Linked DNA regions of Capra hircus: region 2 is linked to region 1. The links are chromatin contacts, called in public Hi-C maps. All regions are on one chromosome and are shown on one strand. The core of a region is the stretch at or near the end of the contact, and the rest is flanking DNA. Distances in the headings are between cores, read along the strand shown.

Region 1 (7,252 bases), core at 1,700-4,199:
GGAGAAGAGGGTTCGATCCCTGGGTCTAGAAGATCCTCTGGAGAAGGAAATGGCAACACACTCCAGTATTCATGCCTGGAGAATCCCATGGACGGAGGAGCCTGGCGGGCTACAATCCATGGGTCACAAACAGCTGGACATGACTGAAGCGACCAAGCATGCACACACAGATGCCCTATTGGGAGAAGGAGAGTTGGAGGCAATGACTTTAAGTGACTCAAGAGGCTGTGCTGTTGAGGGGCACAGAGAAATGGGACAGGAGCTGGAAGGAGTGGGAGGAGGGGAAGAGGTTGTGGTTGCACGCTTACACATGGCAGTACAAACAGGTTTGTACGCTGACTGGGTCGCATGGGGTGGGAGGGTTTCTGAAGCTTTCTCTGTGCAGATAAGAGGCGAGGGCACCTGGAACAGGAAAGTAGAGGCAGGCCCTGGATGGAAGACTCACTTCTGTTCATTGTTGCGGAAAGAAGGCAGCAAGCTCAGCACAGATGCCTGGCGGCTGGTGGCTGGTGACGTGATACAGTGAGGATGACGGGGATGGTGAGGGTTCTCTGTGGATGCTTCAATCTCCTCTGTGAAATAGGAAGCAATGCCATCAGCTGAGAGTGAGGATGAGGATGAAGCATGGAGAGTTTAAGGCATGTTAAGAAAAGGTGGAGAATTCTTCTAGGTGGGAGAGTGAATGGACTGGGAAAATGTCGGAGGATTGCATATACACACAGATGTAGTGTAATGTAAATTACAGTATGTAAATACATATGGACAATTATAATATGTGTTAATACAAAGAAATGTAGTATTTGTATCTAATATATAATGTAACATGTAATATAAAATTATCATAATCAATATCCAGTATATACTATATGAAATACTGTATATGAATGTATGCTCCTTCTTCGTCTATGCATACAGAAACACATGCAGATAGTGTGCATAATAGTGTATTACGGGGCTGTGTATGGACTTCCCAGGTGGCGCTGGCGGTAAAAAACCCACCTGCCGGCAGAGGAGACGCAGGAGATGCAGATTCGATCCCCTGGGTCGGGAAGACCCCCTGGAGGAGGGCATGGCAACCCACTCCAGTCTTCTTGCCTGGAGAATCCCATGCACAGAGGAGCCTGGCGGGCTGCAGCCCCCGGGGCCACAAGAGTCAGACTTGATATAGCAGCTAAACAGCACAAAGCTGTATGTTATACACATTTAAAACATTTATTTGTAACCCATGATACGTGTTATGCATATCATAAAATATGCACAGAAATAGAAATTTTAAAAGTATGTAAAAAGAAGTAATAAACACAGGTTTAAATGTCTATTGCATTTTTTCATCTTCATCTCCTCTAGCTTGGAAGATAAATGAAGGCGAAGCCTTTACCAACAATCAAAATGATTTTGCTTTTTCAAAAATCTTCTATTATCCTCAGTTACTTTTAATAAAGTCTAAGAGATGGGCACCAAAATCTGTTAGCAAAAGGAGTGTGTGGGTCAGGCTGCTTGCTGCTCAAAAGCCCATAAACAGGCCAGGCTGGTGGAAAGGAAGGTTTGCTTTACTTCAGATGCTGGCAACTGAGGCAGGGGGATGTCTGTCCAAAGGCCCACACCCCCATCCTGACAAGCAGGAAGCGGGAGCTCATATAGACAGAGGGGGCAGGGGGCTACGCGCAGAAACAGCGCAGTCGTCTCTGGCAGTCATCTTTCATTGGTCATCAGTGGTCTCACCAGCATCAGCTCGTTTCAGGGGCAGTGAGTCTTCAGTTCCAGGGCGCACTTGTCCCCGTTTCTTTACAATGCGATCAGTTCTCCGATTGCGGTAGCTCGTGTCCTGGGCACCGTCTGGACGTCATGCAGTGAGCTCCTCCACCTGGTGTTTTGGTGTCTCTAAGACAGCTCCCAGAATGTGGCGCAGAGTGTTATCTACAGCCCTTGAGAAGGAACTGAAGGTCCTGACTGTGCTTAATGACTACATTATTATCATTTAGTTTCCTTTGACTGTTTCCTTTGTTCCCGCATTTCTCACTCCTCTGATCAAACTTGCTCTGTGACTAAAGCTTTGCACAGACAAAAGGCAGGCAGGAGACATGGTGTGGGGGTCAAGGACTGCAGGGCCCTGCTTCATTTCAGTGGATGGAACATGCTTCATCCTTTTGGAAAACCATAGTTGGTATTGCGTGCTCTGCTTGTTAACTCAGAATACTGTTTTCAACCCCATCTCCCAAGTACGCAAAAGTTTATTACTATTGTTGTTGAGGTGCAGTTAGTATATTTCCATGCTCTTTGCTATCAGAGAATGGTTCTTGCAAATTTAGTAGGAAACTCTTTCTGTTTTTATGTTTCACAAATGGTGTTTAAAACCCAGAGAATCCCTCAAGAGCTTTTTAACATATTAGAAAGTGGTGTTTCCAAGTTTTAAAATGTGAGATATGAGAGCTTTTATAGATTCACACGTCATTTGTCGGCAATAAAATCACTTAATGATAGGAACCTTTCCCAACTTCTGTTTTCAGAACATTCTCATCCTAGCGCATGTTTCTGGCAGTGGTTACTTTCTCATTCACAGTGAAGTGTCACCTTGACCTTGAATGTACAGGTTAAATCTATTCATTTATTTATTTAAAACTCCTGCCAAGGTTCAGACTTTGTAAGTTGGCTGGCGGTGGCTCATCCCTGGAGTAGAGAAGTGCCAGCCCTCCCCCTTCTTGTCCACCTCTGCGTGCTGCCTTAGCAACCCCTTCACGCCCTTGTTCAGTGGACGTCTTTGTCCATTTTCATGAGGATTCATTTAGTTAAAAGCTAGATAATATAATCTGCACATTCTCTTCATGGGAATTTGGAATCTGCAATAAAAGCAAAATTCTGAAACAAGGAAGGTCTGAGAAGTGGCATCAATGCACACCACCTGGAGGTCCCATCCAGGTGCCTGGTGCGCCCCGCGACACCTGCCAGTCTGGCTCCTGCAGTGAGAACGTGCGCCTCAGTCAGCCCACATGGCAGATGGACAGAGCACACTTCTTTTTCTCTCCTTTCTTCTTGCTCTTTCCTCCCTCTCTCTTCTTCCTTCCTTCTTCTCTTTCTTTCAAGTAGAAACCAACAGAACAAAAGTTCTAACATTTTTCACTCAGCGCCGGGAGTTGTCTTGAACCAGCAGGGCAAATCAACACAATGGACAAGACTCCTTCCACCTGGACTGTCTCTCTGCCTCTGTGACCCAGGACCTGTGACTTTTGATCATGGGGCTTACTGGGCTTTACTACTGAGTTTTGCTCCCTTCACCCTCACCCGTCCTCCCAGCTCATCACTGGGGGTCAGAAACAGGCTAGTCTTCAAAACACTTCAAATTCAAAAGGCCAAAACTTAAGTCCTCCCCTTTCTCTTTGAATGTGATCATCACACTCTGCTCTAATTTGCATCCTGCATGCAGTCTTCCTGGTGACCAGGGAGGAAGTCACAGGGAGGACCCAGGGAGGAACCCACAGGCTGCCTGCTCTGCGTTACACACACACACACACACACACACACTCACATCCCTAACCCATCCCCCACTCCAGATGACCAATCACCAAGTCCTGTCTGCTTTTCCTGTTGAAATTGTCATGCCATGTTAAATTTTTGTTACATGCCATATTAAATTTTAGTTAATAATAATGTGTCAATATTGACTTGTCAGTAGCAACAAATGTACCTCACCAGCGCAAGATGTTAGCAATAGGGGGACTGGGCTGTGTGGGGGTGATTTTAAGTGATAAGAGAGAACTCTCTGTCCTTTCTTTCTGATCAGCTTTTCTATAAAGGTAAAACTGACCTTAAAAAAACATTCTGTTGTTTTAATTGCCTAATAATATGGACACAAAGCACCTGATTTAAAGCAAGAATGTCAAGTAAACTGGCCAAAACACAAGTTGCAAATTGTACTTCTCTGGGATAATATTGGAAAACATAGGTCAAAGGAATCATCTGGTTTTAGAGTAGCTAATTGTGAGGGGACTCTCTCCCTCCTTAAATACCTGGAAACAATCTCCTGTGTCTGTGGGAGCGTTTCTAGCAAGTTTCAAGGTGAAGGGGGCTTCCCTGGTGTTTCAAACGGTAAAGAATCTGCCTGCAGTACGGGAGACCCAGGTTCAATCCCTGGGTCAAGAGGATCCCTTGGAGAAGCGAATGGCAACCCACTTCAGTCTTCTTGCCTAGGGAATCCCAGGGACAGAGGAGCCTGGCTGTGTAAGGGACAGCAAGCTGTGGAAACACTGCCACCTAGTGATATGTTATGGACTTGCAAAAAACGTGGCCAAGGGCTTTGCAAAGGTCAGATTCTGCGATGATATCACTAACACTGACTGGGCAAGGGCCCACACCCCTTTATAAAAGCTGGGAGAGAGAAGAAACGGGGGACGGGAGAAAGCAAATGTGAAGGAGAAAGAGGCCCTCCAGGGCTGCCCACCTGGTCAGGTACCTAGCGTTTTCCATCAGGCTGATCAAGCCTGGCAGAAGGATCAGTTCTGGGGAACCCAGAGGCTCCTGCACAGATATCAAAAGTGTTAGTCAGCCATGTCCAACTCTTTGCGACCCCATGGACCGTAGCCCGCCAGGCTCCTCAGTCCATGGGATTCTCCAGGTAAGAACACTGGAGTAGGTTGCCATGCCCTCCTCCAGGGGATCTTCCCAACCCAGGGATCAAACCCAGGTCTCCTGCATTGTGGGCGGATTCTTCACCATCTGAACCACCAGGGAAGCCCTACACAGATAAGAGTGATTTAAAAGGCACTGCAGGATCTGCTTGCTTAAAAACATCTCTGCCACGTAGTCCTGGCTGTCTGCACCTCTTGATGTTGATGCCCACAGGGTGCCGAAGTCCAAGAGGCAGGGCCACCCTTCATTCAGTGGGTCTCTGTGTGCGTGCTGAGTCACTTCAGTTGTGCCTGACTCTTTGCAACCCCATGGACTGTAGCCCGCCAGGCTCCTCTGTCCATGGAATTCTCCAGGCAAGAATACTGGAGTGGGTTGCCATGCCCTCCTCCAGCAGATCTTCCTGACCCAGGGATCAAACCTGCATCTCTAGAACTCCTATTCTGGACCAGGTACTTGTGGGCTTGTTAGGGGTGGGAATGTTAAACTCAGATGTCCCGTGTCGTCGGAAAGCAGGCACCTTTCTGGTGCCAACAGATGTGTCCCTTTGACTACCAAAGAGAGAGCAGGAATGGAGATTTTGGTGGGACGTTCTGGAGCTGGGCTTACAGATGGCTCAGTGGTAAAGAATCTGCCTGCAAAGCAGAAGACTCAGGAGACCCAGGTTCCATCCCCGGGTCGGGACTATTCCCATGGAGGAGGAAATGGCAACCCACTCCAGTGTTCTTGCCCGGAGAATCCCATGGACAGAGGAGCCTTGTGGGCTACAGTCCAGGGGGTTGCCAAGAGTCAGACACGACTGAGCACCCCCTGGACCAGACCCTGGAGCTGGACGAAGGGGAACCAGGACTTCTGGCCAAGAGGAAGTGTAGAGGGACCCCAGTTACCAGGGGCAGGGGAGACCCACACGGTAGGAAGCAGGAAGGCAGTGCGAATCCGAGCCAGCCACTCCCTGGCTTTGCTTCAGGCAGCAGAGTTCAGCAGCCCCAGTGAAACATTTTAGCTGGAGATTGGGAGGCTGATTCTAGGCAACCTGGCTTTTAGTGGAGGAAAACTCCTGTTATGAAGGGACCGCAGGCAGAGTGTCATCCTTTGTTGCTCTTTTCCAGGTTGTCCTGTGTATCCATTTCCAAGGGCTGCTGACATGAAAGCTTATGACACCAACAATGTGCTTTCTCACCATTCTGAAGGCCAGAAATCAGGCTCTCGCAGGACCGTGTTGTTTTGAAAGCTCTAAGGGCACTGTCTTCCCTGCCTCTTCCAGCGACTGGGGATTCCAGACGCTCCTTGGTGACGGCCCGTGTCTCTCCAGGCTCTGCCTCCGTCTTCACCTGGCCTTCTCTTCTGAGTGTCTGTCTCTGCATCTCCCTTTTGGAGCAGCATGGAAACATATACAGTCCCATGTGTAGAGTAGCCAGCAGGCGTTTGCTGTATGATGCAGGGAGCTCACAGTGGGGCTCTGGGATAACCTAGAGGTGGGGGATGGACTGGGAGGCGGGAGGCTGGTTCAAGAGGGAGGTGATGTATGTACACCTGTAGCTAATTCATGTTCTGTATGGCCAAAACCAACACAATACTGTAAAGCAATGATCCTTCCATTTGAATAAATTAAATAAATATTTTTATCTGAAAAAAAATGTCATTGCATTGTTGTTGCTGTTCAACAGTTGCTAAGTCGTGTCCAAGCCCCACGTGTGCCAGGCTCCCCTGTCCTTTACTCTCTCCCAGAGTTTGTTCAGATTCACGTCCATTGAGTTGGTGATGCTCTCTAACCGTCTCATCCTCTGCCGCCCCCTTCTCCTTTTGCCTTTCATCTTTCCCAGCATAGGGGTCTTTCCCAGCATCAGGGTCTTTCCCAATAAGTCGGCTCTTCACATCAGGTGGCCCAAGTATTGGAGCTTCAATTCAGCATCAGTCATTGCATTCAGTTCAGTTCAGTCGCTCAGTCGTGTCTGACTCTTTGTGACCCCATGGACTGCACCATGCCAGGCCTTCCCTGTCCATCACCAACTCCTGGAGTTTGCTCAAACTCATGTCCATTGAGTCAGTGATGCCATCCAACCATCTCATCCTCTGTCATCCCCTTCTCCTCCCGCGTTCAATCTTTCCCAGCATCAGGGTCTTTTCAAATGAGTCAGTTTTTCGCATCAGGTGGCCAAAGGATTGGAGTTTCAGTTTCAACATCAGTCTTTCCAATGAACATTCAGGATTGATTTCCTTTAGGATGGACTGGGTGGATCTCCTTGCAGTCCAAGGGACTCTCAAGAGTCTTCTCCAGCATCACAGTTCAAAAGCATCGATTCTTCAGCGCTCAGCTTTCTTTATAGTCCAGCTCTCACATGCATACACGACCACTGGGAAAGCCACAGCCTTGGCTAATTGCGTTGGAGCCCCTAATCCCATGTGACCTTGCCTTAACTCGATTACACCTGCAAAATGTGACCTTCCTTCCAAAATAAGATCACACGCACAGGGAAGGAGACTTCGAACTTCAACCTGCGCTTTTAGGGAACAGGTCATCTTTCATTCCATAGCACCCTGCCTGAGTTGCCTTATAGAACAGTCCACCAGGAATGACATCCTTGCCCTGTGCACTAGAGCTGCATTTGGTCCGGTGTGTCCGTGACTTTGG
Region 2 (7,106 bases), core at 3,650-6,149, 150 kb before region 1:
CTCTTGCCTAGTATACAGTGATCCCCTCTCCTGGGCCGTGAGTATAGTGTGTGTCAGTCACTCAGTCATGTCCAACTCTTTTCAACCCTATGGACTATAGCCCACCGGCTCTTCTGTCCTAGGGATTCTCCAGGCAAGAATACTGGAGTGGGTTGCCATGCCCTCCACCCGGAGATCTTCCCAAACCAGGGATCGAACCTGGGTCTCCTGCACTGCAGGCAGATTCTTTACCATCTGAGCCACCAGGAAAGCCTGGGCTGTGAATTTTTGTGATTGATAAACCTCTTTTCATCTCATCTGTCCTATGTTGGGTGTGGTGTGTTTATACATCCCCATAACCCTGGGGCAGGAATCTCTCGTTCGTGAATGGTGTGACGGGGAAGTGGTTAAAACAGATGATAAAAGCAAAGGGCTAGAGTAACACATAGTATTGTCACTGTATACTGTCACCCTGCTTATTTAACTTCTATGCAGAGTACATCATGGGAAACGCCGTGCCAGATAAGCACAAGCTGGAATCAAGATTGCCGGGAGAAATATCGATAACCTCAGATACGTAGATGACACCACCCTTATGGCAGAAAGCGAAGAACTAAAGAGCCTCTTGATGAAAGTGAAAGAGGAGAGTGAAAAAGTTGGCTTAAAACTCAACATTCAGAAAACGAAGATCATGGCATCTGGTTTCATCACTTCATGGCAAATAGAAAGGGAAACAATGGAAACAGTGACAGATTTATTTCCTTGGGCTCCAAAATCACTGCAGATAGTGACTACAGCCATGAAATTAAAAGATGCTTGCTCCTTGGAAGAAAAGTTATGACCAAGCTAGACAACATGTTAAAAAGCAGAGACATTACTTTGCTGACAAAGGTCTATCTAGTTAAAGCTATGGTTTTTCCAGGAGTCATGTATGGATGTGAGAGTTCAACCATAAAGAAAGCTGAGTGCTGAAGAATTGATGCTTTCGAACTGTGGTGTTGGAGAAGACTCTTGAGAGTCCCTTGTTTGCAAGGAGATCCAACCAGTCTATCATAAAGGAAATCAGTCCTTTATATTCTTTGGAAGGACTGATGCTGAAGCTAAAACTCCAATCCTTTGGCCAACTGATGTGAAGAACTGACTCATTTGAAAAGACCCTGATGCTGGAAAAGATTGAAGGTGGGAGGAGAAGGGGATGACAGAGGATGAGATGGTTGGATGGCACCACCAGTTCGATGGACATGAGTTTGAGTAAGCTCTGGGAATTGGTGATGGACAGGGAGGCCTGGCGTGCTGCGGTCCATGGGGTCGCAAGGAGTTGGACACGACTGAGCGACTGAACTGAACTGAGAGTGACACAAAGAAGGGGTCATGAGCCAATGAATGCTGGTGGCCTCTGGAAGCTGAAGAAGGCAAGGATTCTCCCCTTGAACTTCCAGAAACAATGTAGTCCTAGAACACCTTGAGTTTAGAAGTCTGATCTCTAGAACTGTGAGATAATAAGTTGGTGTGGTTTCAAGACACTACATGCTCAGTTACTCAGTCATGTCCTACTCTTTGCAATCCTTTGGACTGCACACCTCCAGGCTCCTCTGCCCACGGGATTTTTCAGGCAAGAATACTGGAGTGGGTTGTCATTTCCTTCTCCAGGAGATCTTCCCAAACCAGGGATCAAGCCTGCATCTCCTCACATTGCAGGTGGATTCTTTACCAATGAGCCACCAGACTGCATTCGTGGTAATTTGTTACCAGCAGCCACAGAGAACAAATATATCATGTTTATCTTCCTGGCATCTCTCCCATCTGAAGTTATCTAGTTAATTTACTTGTACGTTTATTGTCTAGTTCCTCTTACCAAGTTCTGTGAGAGTGGGCGGTGTTTGGTCTCTGTCGCCTCATCTCCAGCGCCTGGAATATCTGGGTGCTGGATGAATACCTGCTGAATGAGCCTTGAGTGAAACATGGCAATAGTGCAACAGCCTGTGTGTGGCCTTCCTTGGGCTTTTACCCTTCCACTGGTTCTGATAATCATGGGAAGCTTGATTCTTAAAATCACAGTAGCATTATTTGGCACAATTTATAACAATGCTTTGTACTGAGAATATTGTATTCTTGGGGAAAATGGTGTGTTTTTTTTTTTTTTTGCAAAATTGCTTAGAAAAGTGCTTAATGTAACTATTACAATACATTTACAAATTCATCTTTATAAAGGAGTCAAGAAGTCAGTGTTGAAGTCAACATCGGCTGCTGCGTTCAGTGAGGGGATGGTCTGGGGAGAGTTCAGGTCCATAGGGACTGCCAGCTCACAGGTCTGCCCCAGAGATGCAGCCTTGAACATGCCGTGTGGTGCTGTGCATCTAGCCAAACGGAGACATCACACCTCCTCTCTGAGGTTACACCCTACACCTCTGTATTAGCCTTCTATCACTGCACAATGCATTGCTACCAGCGTGGACGTTTCAGACAACACATTCATCACCTTACGGTTTCGGTGCATCAGGATCCAGGCCTGTGACTGCTGGGACCTCTGCTCAGGGCCTCTCCCCAGGTGAGACCCCCTTGGTGTGAAGGTGTTAGCCAGGGCTGCCATCTCACCTGAGGCTCAAGAGTCCTCTTCCAAACTCATGCAGTTGTTGGCAGAAGTCATCTCCTCGCAGCTGTAGAACTGACATCCCCTTTCCAGCTGGCTGTTGTTTGTCAGGGACTGCTCTCAGCTTCTAGAAGCTGTCCCCGGTTGCCTGGCACACGGCCCTCCTTTCACACCTTGCCTCTTCCTGGCCAGTAGAAGAGCCCAGCTGAGGCTCTCTACGCCTTTCAGGACTCGCCCGATTAGGCCAGGCCCACCTGGGAGGAGAATCTTCCTTTGGAATAACTCAAAGTCAGCTGAGTTGGGTACTGATTTCTAGCTGTGAAATCCCTTTTGCCATAACAAGTGATTATTATCATGGGGGTGATGGCCATCACAGTAAATATTTTGGGCCCTGTAAATGAATAGGCAAAAATAAGAACATTGTGGAGGCAGTAATATAACAAAAGGAAAAAACAAATTTACACACTTTTTACAAAATTCAAAAACTATTGAGTATATTTTTTGTAATAGAGGTCTGCCAATGGAACTCTCTCCTTTTGAAGGAGGGATAAAATTTCACTTAAGTGGAGTTCACAGTTAATATACCCTACAATAAAAATCAGTTGCAAATGTTCACCTGTTAATGCTGATTTGTACTGAGATTTTACCAATTCCATGTTTAAAAATGCCCTTTCACATAGACAGATATTGTCAAGTACTGATACTAATTCATGGGCACATAATTTTAATTGTAGATATTCATCAATTGGAAGACATTGATAATGTCACAGGTCTTGCCCAGACTCATGGGGAAGGCATTGTTCCCCTGGGGCGGGGGTGGGGGATGGGCTTGGAATCTTGCGGGCTGCTTTGGCCAGTCTGCCAACCACAACCCCTCCACCCAAATTCATAGCTGCATTCTCACCGATTCCATCCTTTCTAAACCCAGGAGGCGCAGTCTCCACCGGACTTCTGCTAAGCTCCGGGAACTCTCTTCATGACTGGGACAATGTAGCTGTCTCATCAGACCGGGGGTGGCCTCTCGCTGGGCCCCCTGCCTGCCCGGGTTCCTTCTCTACCTCCCCTCCTCTCCTCCTTGTCAGTTCAGTTCAGTTCAGTTGCTCAGTCATGTCCGACTCTTTGTGACCCCATGGACTGCAGCACGCCAGGCTTCCCTGTCCATCACCAACTCCCAGAGTTCACCCAAACCAATGTCCATTGAGTCGGTGATGCCATCCAACCATCTCATCCTCTGTTGTCCCCTTCTCCTCCCACCTTCAATATGTCCCAGCATTAGGGTGTTTTCCAATGAGTCAGTTATTCGAATCAAGTGGCCAAAGTATTGGAGTTTTCAGCTTCAGCATCAGTCCTTCCAGTAAATATTCAGGATTGATTCCCTTTAGGATGGACTGGTTGGATCTTGGACTGGATCTTAATTTCCACACAGGACCCTTAGACCTGTCCCTCCTCCCATGTTCCTTATCTTCACGGCCCAGAGCACAGCCCGCCTCTCTGCCCAGAGAGCTGGGAGGTGACACGGGGAACTCAGCAAGATGTGGTGGGCTCCGGAGGCTGACTCTCCCCTCCTGGAGCTGCCCTCCAGCCAAGGCCAGCAGCGCCCCCTGCTGCCCCTGTTGAGCTGTACACACTCCGGGAGTAGGGAGCAGAGAGACCACAGCCAGTGGGGACAGGAAATGATGAGGTCCCCTGCAGTCCAAGGGACTCTCAAGATGTCTTCTCCAACACCATAGTTCAAAAGCATCAATTCTTTGGCACTCAGCTTTCTTTATAGTCCAACTCTCACATCCATACGTGACTGCTAGAAAAACCATAACTTTGACTAGATAGATGGACCTTTGTTGGCAAAGTAATATCTCTGCTTTTTAATATGCTGTCTAGGTTGGTCATAACTTTTCTTCCAAGGAGCAAGTGTCTTTTAATTTCATGGCTGAAATCACCATCTGCAGTGATTTTGGAGCCCCCCAAAATAGTCTGACACTGTTTCCACTGTTTCCCCATCTATTTGCCATGAAGTGACGGGACCGGATGCCATGATCTTAGTTTTCTGAATGCTGAGATTTAAGCCAACTTCTGCTAAGCTCTAGGAACTCTCTTCATGACTGGGGACAATGCAGCAGATGTCTCATCAGAGCAGGGGTGGCCTCTCCCTGGGCCCCCTGCCTGCCCGGTTCTTTTTCTGCCTTCCCTCCTATCCTCCTTGTCAGACCTCATCATTTCCTGTCCCCACTGGCTGTGGTCTCTCTGCTCCCTACTCCCGGAGTGTGTACAGCTCAATAAGAGCAGCAGGGGGCGCTGCTGGCCTTGGCTGGAGGGCAGCTCCAGGAGTCGGGAGTGTCAGCCTCCCAAGCCCAGGGCATCTTGCTGAGTTCCCCATGCCACCTCCCAGCTCTCTGGGCAGAGAGGCCGGCTGTGCTCTGGGCCGTGGAGATAAGGAACACGGGAGGAGGGACAGGTCTAAGGGTCCTGTGTGGAAATTAAGAAGAAGAAAAAAAAAAGTGAAACTCTGGACTGGGGCACATTTTTGGATGGCATCACCAACTCAGTGCACATGAGTCTGAGTAAACTCTGGGAGTTGGTGATGGACAGGGAAACCTGGCTTGCTGCAGTCCACGAGGTCGCAAAGAGTCAGACACGACCGAACGACTGAAATGAATGGAAAAAAACCCAGACACCCCAAGAACAGGGTAAAAGGAAACTTACTCAGGACGTTGCCTTCAGAGGTTGGCTGGCACATCAGTGGAGGTCAGTGCTGGGGGCTCTTCAGGTGAGTGCAGGAAACCTGGGGCTCTGCCTACCACCTACCACACCCCTACCCTTGCCCGGCTGTGCCGTGGGAGGGTCTAGTCCTTTCTCTGCAGGGGCTATCCCTGCCCTTGCTCCATACCCCAGGACCCCAAGGAGATCCTGTTGACATCATCTGGGGGTTCATGGAGCCCAGGGTTAGGAGCACATTATCCTGGTTCAACACTTTGGAAGGGGAAATTCTTCCCATAGTTTTCCTAATAAGCCTACAGGGGTTTAAAAAAAAAAAAAAAAACAAGGAAAAAACATCCATGTAAAGGAAAACTTCTCAATAGGTTATGATACTAGACTCAGTGAGAGATATTGCATAACTTCGGGGAACATATGACATCTAGTTTGGTGAGGCCACAAACAGTATGAGGGTTAAATCCACCAAGAATCTGGAATCAGGTCTCAACAAAACTGAAAGGCAAATCATTTATGAAATTCAGCAGAGAGAACTTGAAGTAACTGACTTGAAGCTGAAGCCACTCAGGGTCTAGAAGCCACTCAGGGTCTAACCCCAGTTAGGGTTAGGGAAACAGTAGATGGGCAGTCAGATGCCAAATGAAAATACACCACATCTTGGGGTGGCTTCTAAGACCCCTTTCCTGTCTGTCCCTGATGGCTCAGCTGGTAAAGAATCCACCTGCAATGCAGAAGATCCCAGTTCGATTCCTGGGTCAGGAGGATCCCCTGGAGAAGGGATGGGCTACCCACTCCAGTATTCTTGGGTTTCCCTGGTGGCTCAGCTGGTAAAGAATCTGCCTGAAATGCCAGGTACCTGGGTTCGATTCCTGGGTTGGGAAGATCCCTTGGAGAAGGGAATGGCTACCCACTCCAGTATTTTGGCCTGGAGAATTCCATGGACTGTACAGTCCGTGGAGTCGCAAAGAGTGGGACATGATTGAGAGATTTCTGCTTCCTCTCTGTCTCCTGGATTTGGCAGGACTGTATGTATTCTGCTGGGTTTCCCAAATGGCCCCAGTGCTAAAGAACCTGCCTGCCAATGCAGGAGACATAAGAGACACTGGTTAGATCTCTGGGTTAGGAAGATCCCCTGGAGGAGGCATGGCAACCCACTCCAGTATTCTTGCCTGGAGAATCCCCATGGACAGAGGAGCCTGGTGGGCTACAGTCCATGGGGTGACAAAGAGTTGAACACAACTGAAGCGACTTAGCCGCATGTACGCATGTGGGCTTTCTGCTACAGACTGCAAGTACGCACCTACTTGTTAGTACCTCTGCCACCAAAGAGCTGCCAGAAAGACAAAAAACTGAAGCTGGGACTAATTTTGCCTCATTAGTTGAAGCACACCTTCAAGTTAACACAGTTAAGAGGTTATTTGGCAACTTATCCTATAATAAAACTGCATAAAACGTTAGATTTTTGTAAGGCACAAACATTCAGATATGACAAAAGCCACTACTTATAATGGTTGTTGAGGATCTTCTATAGCTTTTAAAAGTTATTTCTCTAATACTCACGATGCTTAAAATTTTCTTAGTGACAAATGGGCTGCTCAAGTTCACCAAGTATTTTTTTCTTTGTTTTGTAGTATTTATTTTTATTTGTTTATTTGACTGCATGCAAACTCTTAGTTGCAGCTTGTGGGGTCTAATACCCTGACCAGGGATTGAACCCAGGCATAGAGAGTGCAGAGTCTTAGCCACTGGACCACCAAGGAAGTCTTGTGCTGCTTAAATGTTTTTATAAGAAGAAGAATGATGCACATTTTGTATAATTTGCAGGAAA

Evidence for each region. A called contact is a pair of places that touch in the nucleus more often than the background predicts.
Region 2: a Hi-C map of blood shows a contact between it and region 1, with 6 times the contacts expected there. The contact joins two enhancer-like sites. A contact is called at or near these places in 2 of 5 Hi-C or Micro-C datasets (both in blood).

Annotation. Positions count from the first base shown.
Region 1 is chr1:41,147,233-41,154,484 of ARS1.2, reverse strand. No RefSeq gene overlaps it. Among named protein-coding and RNA genes, the nearest start is that of RCAN1, 23 kb to the left of the region's middle. Within about 2 kb of position 2,949, at least 1 of the 5 cell types and tissues checked has an H3K27ac peak or open chromatin away from gene starts, as enhancers often do.
Region 2 is chr1:41,303,299-41,310,404 of ARS1.2, reverse strand. No RefSeq gene overlaps it. Among named protein-coding and RNA genes, the nearest start is that of KCNE1, 31 kb to the left of the region's middle. Within about 2 kb of position 4,899, at least 1 of the 5 cell types and tissues checked has an H3K27ac peak or open chromatin away from gene starts, as enhancers often do.